2 separate regions of the Hordeum vulgare genome follow, and region 2 is linked to region 1. A link is a contact called in public Hi-C data. All regions are on one chromosome and are shown on one strand. Each heading gives the region's core, a stretch centred on a gene start, on an enhancer-like site or on the middle of the called end of the contact. The rest is flanking DNA. Distances are from core to core; before and after follow the strand shown.

Region 1 (4,153 bases), core at 504-3,003:
TTCACTAACTTTTCTCTTTTAACTCAATTTACATATGTCTTTGGGTAGCTTCTGAGTTTTATTATCATGTTGTTCAAAGCTATATGCAGAAGTACCTCGCTCCTCGAATATTCTGCCAATGACAAAATTACATAGACTTTTCTCTTCTTGTAACTTCCCCAGGTCCGAAAACAGTCACTTTCCCCTTTAAAAAAAATGAAAATTGGCATAACATACCACCGCCTCCCCCACCCCCCACCCCTCTCGCAAGAATAGTTAAATATATGAAACCCAAGAACCAATAGTCTCTTTTGTTGACTCAAGTAAGTAGCAAAGTTCATTGTTCATTCAAGCACGTCACATCATTAATGTCCACATCCATTTGTTTCCTCTGCACAAGGAGTATTATACCACCATTTAGAATACACTTCATGTTCACACTGAAAATTCTAATTCATTCAACCATGTGACATCATTCAAATGTCCACATCTATTTGTTTCCTCTCCACCCGGAGTAAATCATATCACCAATTAGAAAATATTGATTAACACTGCAAGTTCTAGAGAACCCACAATGACATAATAAATTGATGTACCTATATGCTAGAATCCACACATGAGGTGCCACATACTAAAACAACAATGGAGGGGGGGGGGGAACCTAATAGAAAGGCCAGTCCAATTTTGTTAACACAAGAACATCTGGACCCACATGAAAGCAATGGCAAGCCCATCAATAAACGATGGTTGCACTCACAATTTTGACATAAAGGGATTAACTAAACAATGCACATTCAGAAGGGCTTTCCAAAGTACTGCATAGCAGAACAATCAAGAAGCAAGCAAAAAATGCCACTTCAGTTATTTATTTTATTTTAAAAAGAAAAAGAGGATAGCCCCGGCCTACGCAGCCACACATATAACAAGAATAACAAAAATAAATATTCGCAAAAGATATATTAAGACCAGCATACAACATTTTTGTTTTGTTTCAGTTATTACTGACAAGGAAGATGATCAAAACTACAGGCAAGAGGGAACCAAAGACAGAGTATCAGTTAGCCAACTACGCAACTACCAGGTAATAAACCATCAAAGCGCAAAGCTGCGGCCGTCTTACCCAATAACGTAGAGGGCACGAAAAAGATGCCAGACCACAGCAATGACAGAATTGCACGAGAACAAAAACCAAACTACCGCATAGATTGAAACCAAACTATTCGCCACGGCAACGAGAGAATTGCAGCAACAGTCCAAGTATCTCCCAAAAAATCAGACCTCTCGCCAATTCATTCCCCCGAACATAACCCGGACGGAACCAACCAACTCACCAGCTGGCACCAGATCACACCACCCGTCGATCCAATCCAATCGGCACGACCGAACCAGAGATACGCGAAGCGGAGGACACGAGGCAGAGGCGAGGGGTGCTTACACGGCGTGGTCGGCGTGCTTGCCGGCCTTCCAGTAGGCGTAGGCCATGGAGAACTGGTACTGATCGGTGAGCAGCGCCGTGGCCATGGGGTTCGTGGGCGGCCCCACCTGCGCCCTCGCCGCCGCCGCCAGCGAACCATTGGCGCCGGCGCCCACGCTAGGCGCCGTCGCCTCCATACTTGGGCTCTGGAACGCGAGAGCTTCCGCTAGGGTTCTCTGGGCTGAGGCGTGTGAAGCTTCAAGGGGAGGAAGGGGAGGCGGGAGGAGGACAATTGGAGGCCGGGAGGGGAAGGAGGAGGAGGAGGAGGAGACGCCAGGGGCCGATTTGGAATTTGGAAGTTTGGCTGGAAGCAGGCAAGGTATTTATAATAGGGGTGATAAGTTTCATAGGTGTACCACTGAAAGTTGGTAATGTCACATGGTGCCCTCGCATGCTTATGTTTTTTAATCACATTTGATGATTTGTAAAAGGATGCTTACAATATGCTGGATTGTCAATACGCTTCCTTAGCTTACTATAGACTGTTTCTTAATGTCGACAGAAACAAAAAAAAAATTCACTGAACAAACATCCTTAAAAAGGCTGAAATAAATTTAAAAAAATGTAGGCATCAATGTCTACATTTGATGATTTCTAAAAAGACGCTTACAATATGCTTGGATTGTCAATACGCTTCCTTAGCTTACTATAGATTGTTTCTTAATGTCGACCGAAACATCTTCTCTTAGTGAACGAACATCGTCAGAAAGATCGAAATAAATTAAGAAAAATACGGGCACCAATGTCATAACTAGGACCTTAAACTTTAATAGGTTGGTTCCACCATACGAAACTAACCATCCAAGCTATGTTGCTCCTTCACATTTTATTATTCCCAGGTTGATTTCGACGGATTTAGATCACTCGTGCTAACAAAAAATTATTTCAAAGGAGACTGAGAAAAATCAAGTCAATAGTGTTTTCGATAAATTTCAAGCATAGGAATTTTGGTCGTACCATTATACATGCACGAAAAGAAAGTACATCGCAAGTAATTAGGACGGATCATCTTCCACTCTTCTTACGTGTTGCTTTCACCTTTGAACTTTCATTTGGCATTGTCATTGTCAATGTATTACCCAAAAGATCTCAATCAATTTCGTAGCTCTCACAAACTATGGCACTTGATCATTTTGAAGCTCCTTGTATTTTTCCTACGAGTCTGGTCTATAACAACGTTTTGATCACCAACTAAAGAAAAAAGTGTCTTGATCCTGGGAAATTTCATCCAGAGACAAATAACGCAATAATATACTTCCTCTGTTCCAAAAATTTTGTCCGAGGTTTGTCCAGAAATGGATTTATCTAAATACTAAAATATGAGTATATACATTCATATATAGACAAAAAATTTAAGACAAAGGGAGTACCATCTTGGACTGAAATGGAATTCTCCTGTAACTATAGGGCAAAAGTAGAAGTCGCCCCCCAGCACATTCTGTTTTTGGCCGGATTACTCCACGCATGCCTTTTTGGACGCAATCTGGAGAGCCTTTCTCGCTGCTCTCTTGCGATGCAAAGTATACTCGCCGGAAGGCTACTCCTGCATGACAGTGGGCCTTGGAATTACATGATCCCAGCGGCAGCGAGAGGCTTGTTTGGGCCACGGATGGGCATGACGACATGTGGCGGTTGGTGAGTGGCGGCTCTGTTTTTGATTCGTTTCTTCCTTTTTGTTCTGTAATGGAAGCACGGGCCCGTTTGTTGTGGAGACAGGCGTGGCATGCGGGAATCTTCCGGGATCCCGTCGCCGGACTCTGATCTCATGTGGCCGCCGCCGCCGGCGACGGGACCCTGGTTAGTGGCAGAGGAAAATTCGTAGGCACAGGCGACGGCGCATATGATAATCGTTGTTAAATCGAAAGGCCGTGCCAACGTAGCCAGTCGTTTCTACTTTTTTTTTTTGGATTTAGGAAAGAGTAGTCAGTCGTTGTTGTTCTCGAAGGCTGGCTACACATACACAAAAGAGACATTGCAACCTACTCCCTCCGTTCTTAAATATAAGTCTTTTAAGATATTTCATTAGGAGTCTACATACGAATCAAAATAAGTGAATTTATACTCTAAAATATGTCTATATACATCCGTATGTAGTTCACTAGTGAAACTTTTTTAAAGACTAACGGAGGAAGTATGACCGGACGACGGGACCGGGAAGGCAGGAAATGTGGCCTTGCGAGCAGAGCACATGTATGGTTGGATGCGGAGAAATCTGCGACCATTTAAAATCCAATCAAAAAGGTGGGTTTGGGACGCTATGTTGTGAGCTCCGTTGTCCGTTCCAAACTACTCCCATCCATGCCTACATTTGTATATCTATATAAATATAAGACAACTAATATGGATCGAAGATGTAAGAGCATCTATAACCAGACCCTTTAAATTCTGATCAAACGTTCGGAATGGTCGTTCGGTCACTATCCGATCATAAAAATTCGATTCAGATGGACCTCTCAAACCGGCCACAAACGTCCGGGCTGACCAGCACCCCATTTTCTTCTCAAATATGAGACGGAAATGAGGGAGCCCGGGCACGCCCGTCACATCGGACCCGATAGCCCGACCCTACCTTAAATTGCATCAAATCCCCCAAACCCTTCCTCCTCCTTTCGTCGCCCGACCCCTCGCCGTCCGGCACCCTTGCTCTCCATTCTCATCACCTGTCTCGATCCGCCGTCATGATGTATTCCACCCCGTCCC
Region 2 (4,096 bases), core at 444-2,943, 710 kb before region 1:
AGCTCCGCCTTTCTCACCACCAAAGTCACCAGGTGCACCACGAGGACCGCCACGGTAACCATCCCTGTCGCCATATCTTGGCCTGTCACCCTCAAAACGAGGTGGCCCCCTACAAAAGGTCCAATCAAAACAAGCAACATTAAAAGATTGCCTTAGCATCAATAAAATCATCAAGAGGATAAATAAACATAGTGAGTTAACCAAATCACATTTGCAAATCCTGAATACAAACATCTAGCTGTGGTTTACATAATAAAATCAAAGGACCAACCGACTAACAAATAAGGAAGAGGAGGCGTCCACAACTTGAAGTACACCATACATCAAAAAGTCTGACCATCATGCAAGATCAATCAAGTCTACAGAATGAACGAGGGAGTTTTTTTTGTTTGTTACAGGATTTAACATGACCCCTTGCAAAAAAAAACAATTTTCATATTCATATGGCTATGATGTAAAGCTTCCCAATAAAAAAAATGATGCAAAGCTATGCCTACAGAATAGAACATGCACCTTAAACCATTAAGTCAAATCACATACAGGTATAACCTTAAGATACAAACAGAATGTAGTCAGTCATACTTAATATACCACAATCGGCTATCATAAATCAAAGTTAGTAGTCACTTCCATTAGGCAGCAAGGGCAATGGCGTCGATAACAATAGAGTACCGAGAGAAAGGGCAAGAACTATACCTCGGGCGATCACCAGGTGGGCCAGAACCGAGTGGGCGGCCAGGAGGCCTGGCAGATTTTTTGAGCGTGGCAGGCACAATCTCAGACGGCAGGTTGAGGAAGTTGCGCAGGAACTCAATGCCATCGTTGGTGAGGTACCAATAGTAATGCTGCCACGAGAAGGTCTCCCTGACGTATTCCTTAGACTTGAAGCTCTGCATGAGCTTGATCACCTGGAGGTTCGGCACATCAATCTGCGGGTGCTTCGCCAGGTTGTAGTCCTTCTTGGCATACAGCACCCCCTCTGCAATTGCACATACATGCATCAGGTAAAATGATTTAATGTGACTTCACTTGAAATAATTTTCAAAATCTCTGGTGTAGCAAGTTAACCAGAGCATGCAATCTTTCATTTGGTTTCTGATGTACATAATTGGTGTACAAAGTCATCACAGGCCAGGGCATGGAATTTTCATTTTGTTTATTGATGAACATATTTTGACGAGAAACCAGAACCCAATCCCCCTTATATGAGCTTAGGGGAGAACATGATCCCACCAAACATATGAGAGCCTAATAGTAAGCTTCCTGACATGCACAATTCCACTGACGACGAATCAAATCCTATACATTAATACACTCCACCTCTTTTCCTTTAAAGATCTATAGATTGCACTGAACGAAGTTGCTTTCGGTGCATCAAATCAATTCAACTAACGATCAACCACGCCCGTATTGTTGCTACTAGCCTACGAGCGCCAGGGATTGAGAAGTACTGACCTTGGAAGAGGTACTTGCAAATCTCATTGCGGTTCTTCTTGGAGATGATCTGGGAGAAACAACACACGAGATTAACACCGGCATCAGGGCATGTAAAACAGCAGGCTCTATCCTAGTGGTGATCGCGTACCATGGTGGGCGGCGCGGGTAAGTCGAGCTCCCAAGTGCGCCGGGACGGGAGAGGGAGGCGGCGGCGCGAGGGAGAAACGAAGAACCCTAGAGATTCTGACTGGGAAAAGCTTTTATATAGTCGCTGTGGTGTAGGGTTAGTCAGAGAGAGAGTTGTGGCGAGGGGCAGAAATGTAAAAAGGGACGGGACTGCATGGAATATAGGCCCGCCTAAATGGGCTCAGACCGGGTTTGTGAGTTTACACGACCAATTTAGGATTTTTTTCAAGAAGGCGGTAGGCCCAACATGTCCAACATTGCATTGAAAAAATGCTATAATGTGAACTGAGAAAAGCTATGATGAACACTGAGACAAAGCTTTCGATATCAACTAACCCTGGGTGATTATATATAGCCTAAAAAACTATCTCTAGGCGATTTGGCCTACAATTTGGAAATTTATTGATGAAGGTGAGCATCAAAGCCTTATGTCAACTCATATGTTCGTCAATAGATTTTTGGCCAACTTTGAGCTATCTTCTGCAATGAAGATTCAGCAATAACTCAAGCCCGACAAACAACTGAGAGGGTATTTGATCAATAAAGCAAAGCATGTTTTCCATTAAAAAAGTAAATGTCTAAGAGTCACCACCAAACTTAAGTCCGTCAAACAACTAGGAGGGTATTGCATGATTGCAAGAGAGGTTAACTCTTCAAAATCTTCGTTTCAAGCACGTGAAACATTCCAAGAACGACGCGAGAATAATGTTGAGGTACGTGGCTTAGCAAGGATGGCCACTAGTTTAGGAGGAAGACATTGATACGATTCCAACGTATTTAGAATTTTTTTACTGTTTCATGCTATTATATTATCATTCTTATATGATTTATATGTCATTTTATATAGTTTTTATGAAGTACTCTGTTAAGTTAGTGCCTAGTGTCAGTTTTTTTTAAATCTATTTCTTTATTTCGTAAAAAACATACCAAATGAAGTCCAAACACGATGAAATTTTTCGATGTTTTTTGGGCTACGAGAGACTCTAAAAGCTTTGTGGAGAGACTAGAAGATGCATGAGAGAGCGACAAAAGGGTGTGCCATCAACACATGTGGGGCTCATGTAGCTCTGTTTGACCTAATACATGGCCTATAAATTTCCAAATATTTCAGAACCCAGAAAGCGAGAGCCGCAACAATTCTATCACTGTCGCGGGTCTCTGTTCTTTCCCGATCCCGTCTAGAGGTCTTTTCCGCTACTCTATCGGAGGGGAAACCATTGGGGAGGCAATCTTCATCCTCCTTGTTGCTTCCATGATGATGTGTGAGTAGTTCCTTCGGGACCTATGGATCCATAGCAATAGTTAAATGGTTTTTTCTCTCTCATTTTAATCTTCAATACAATGATCTCTTCGGATACCTATTTGATGTAATTCTCGCGGTGTGTTTGATGGGATTCGATGAATTGTGGGTTTATGATCAGGTTATTCATTGGAACTATTTGAGTCTTTTGAGATATATTTATATGTGATTTCATAGCTATGTATGCTTTTCGATCTATAAGTTTTTTTGACCAATCAGATGAGTAGATCTTGAGAGGGAGTGGTGCATAGTAGTGTAAGAATATATCTAAGGCACACCCTCGATCTATGGAGGACCAAGCAATCACACAAGCATGACACTGAGATTTGTTAACGAGGTTCACCGATATGGCTACATCCTTGGGGGCGTGCCTACGTGCGCTCCTCTTCGTGACACCGTCACAATACCACACCGCCCTGCGTGTTTGTGCTATTATGTTGGCATAGGTTACATCATGTGTCTATCCCCACTATATATGAGAGGCCAACGATACAAGTGTCCTAGAGGAGACGACTCCATGTCCTATCTAAACACAATGCAACTACAAGTCCAACTATAACTTACCTTCTACACTATATTCGACACAATTCCAACAAACTTCACCTTGCGAATATTCTCCACCACATTGAATTTGGCTATGCGTCAAACTTCCATGTACATTGGACTTGAGCTTATCCATGAACACCGCTGCTACTCCAATACTCCATGTGACTCCACCTACAACTTATAGTCCCTTCTTTTCTTGACCATAGTCAACGCTCGAGCGAAATTAAATTCCATATTACTCTAGTTTGCGCTCCCAACTTCGAGAGTAATCGTTTAATGCCATCACACACCGATCATTGACATGCGTGGAAGTGAACAACTCACATATTGGGTGTCACACATAAGAGTTGCATGAACTCAACATCGCCGCTTTTTCCTTGACCGTCTGTGTGAAACTTAAAGAAATTTCATCATTGCTTATAGTCACCATGAGTCAAATTCACAGTTCTATCACTACATGTATGACCACCAGAGCCTTGGTCCATCTCCATGTCCCATGCATATCGCACGCCTCGCCGCTATTATCGATTTGAGACTCTGTTGTGTGTTCAAGTCGCAAGGGTCGCGGATCCACAACACTCAATCCACACTACACAATACCATCGATCATTACCGACCGATGGCGAG

The links. A called contact is a pair of places that touch in the nucleus more often than the background predicts.
Region 2: a contact with region 1 is called in a Hi-C map of leaf, with 2.7 times the contacts expected there. The contact joins the promoter of LOC123426730 here to the promoter of LOC123426728 in region 1. A contact is called at or near these places in 2 of 6 Hi-C or Micro-C datasets (leaf and seedling).

What each region holds. Positions count from the first base shown.
Region 1 is chr2H:475,924,888-475,929,040 of MorexV3_pseudomolecules_assembly, reverse strand. LOC123426728 (nicotinate phosphoribosyltransferase 2-like) reads right to left here and starts at 1,753. Exons shown (of 15, transcript XM_045110602.1): 1 at 1,415-1,753. The coding sequence starts at 1,590.
Region 2 is chr2H:476,637,894-476,641,989 of MorexV3_pseudomolecules_assembly, reverse strand. It overlaps LOC123426730 (40S ribosomal protein S10-1), which reads right to left and starts at 1,693. Exons shown (of 5, transcript XM_045110604.1): 1 at 1,586-1,693; 2 at 1,456-1,504; 3 at 697-979; 4 at 1-109. The coding sequence starts at 1,588.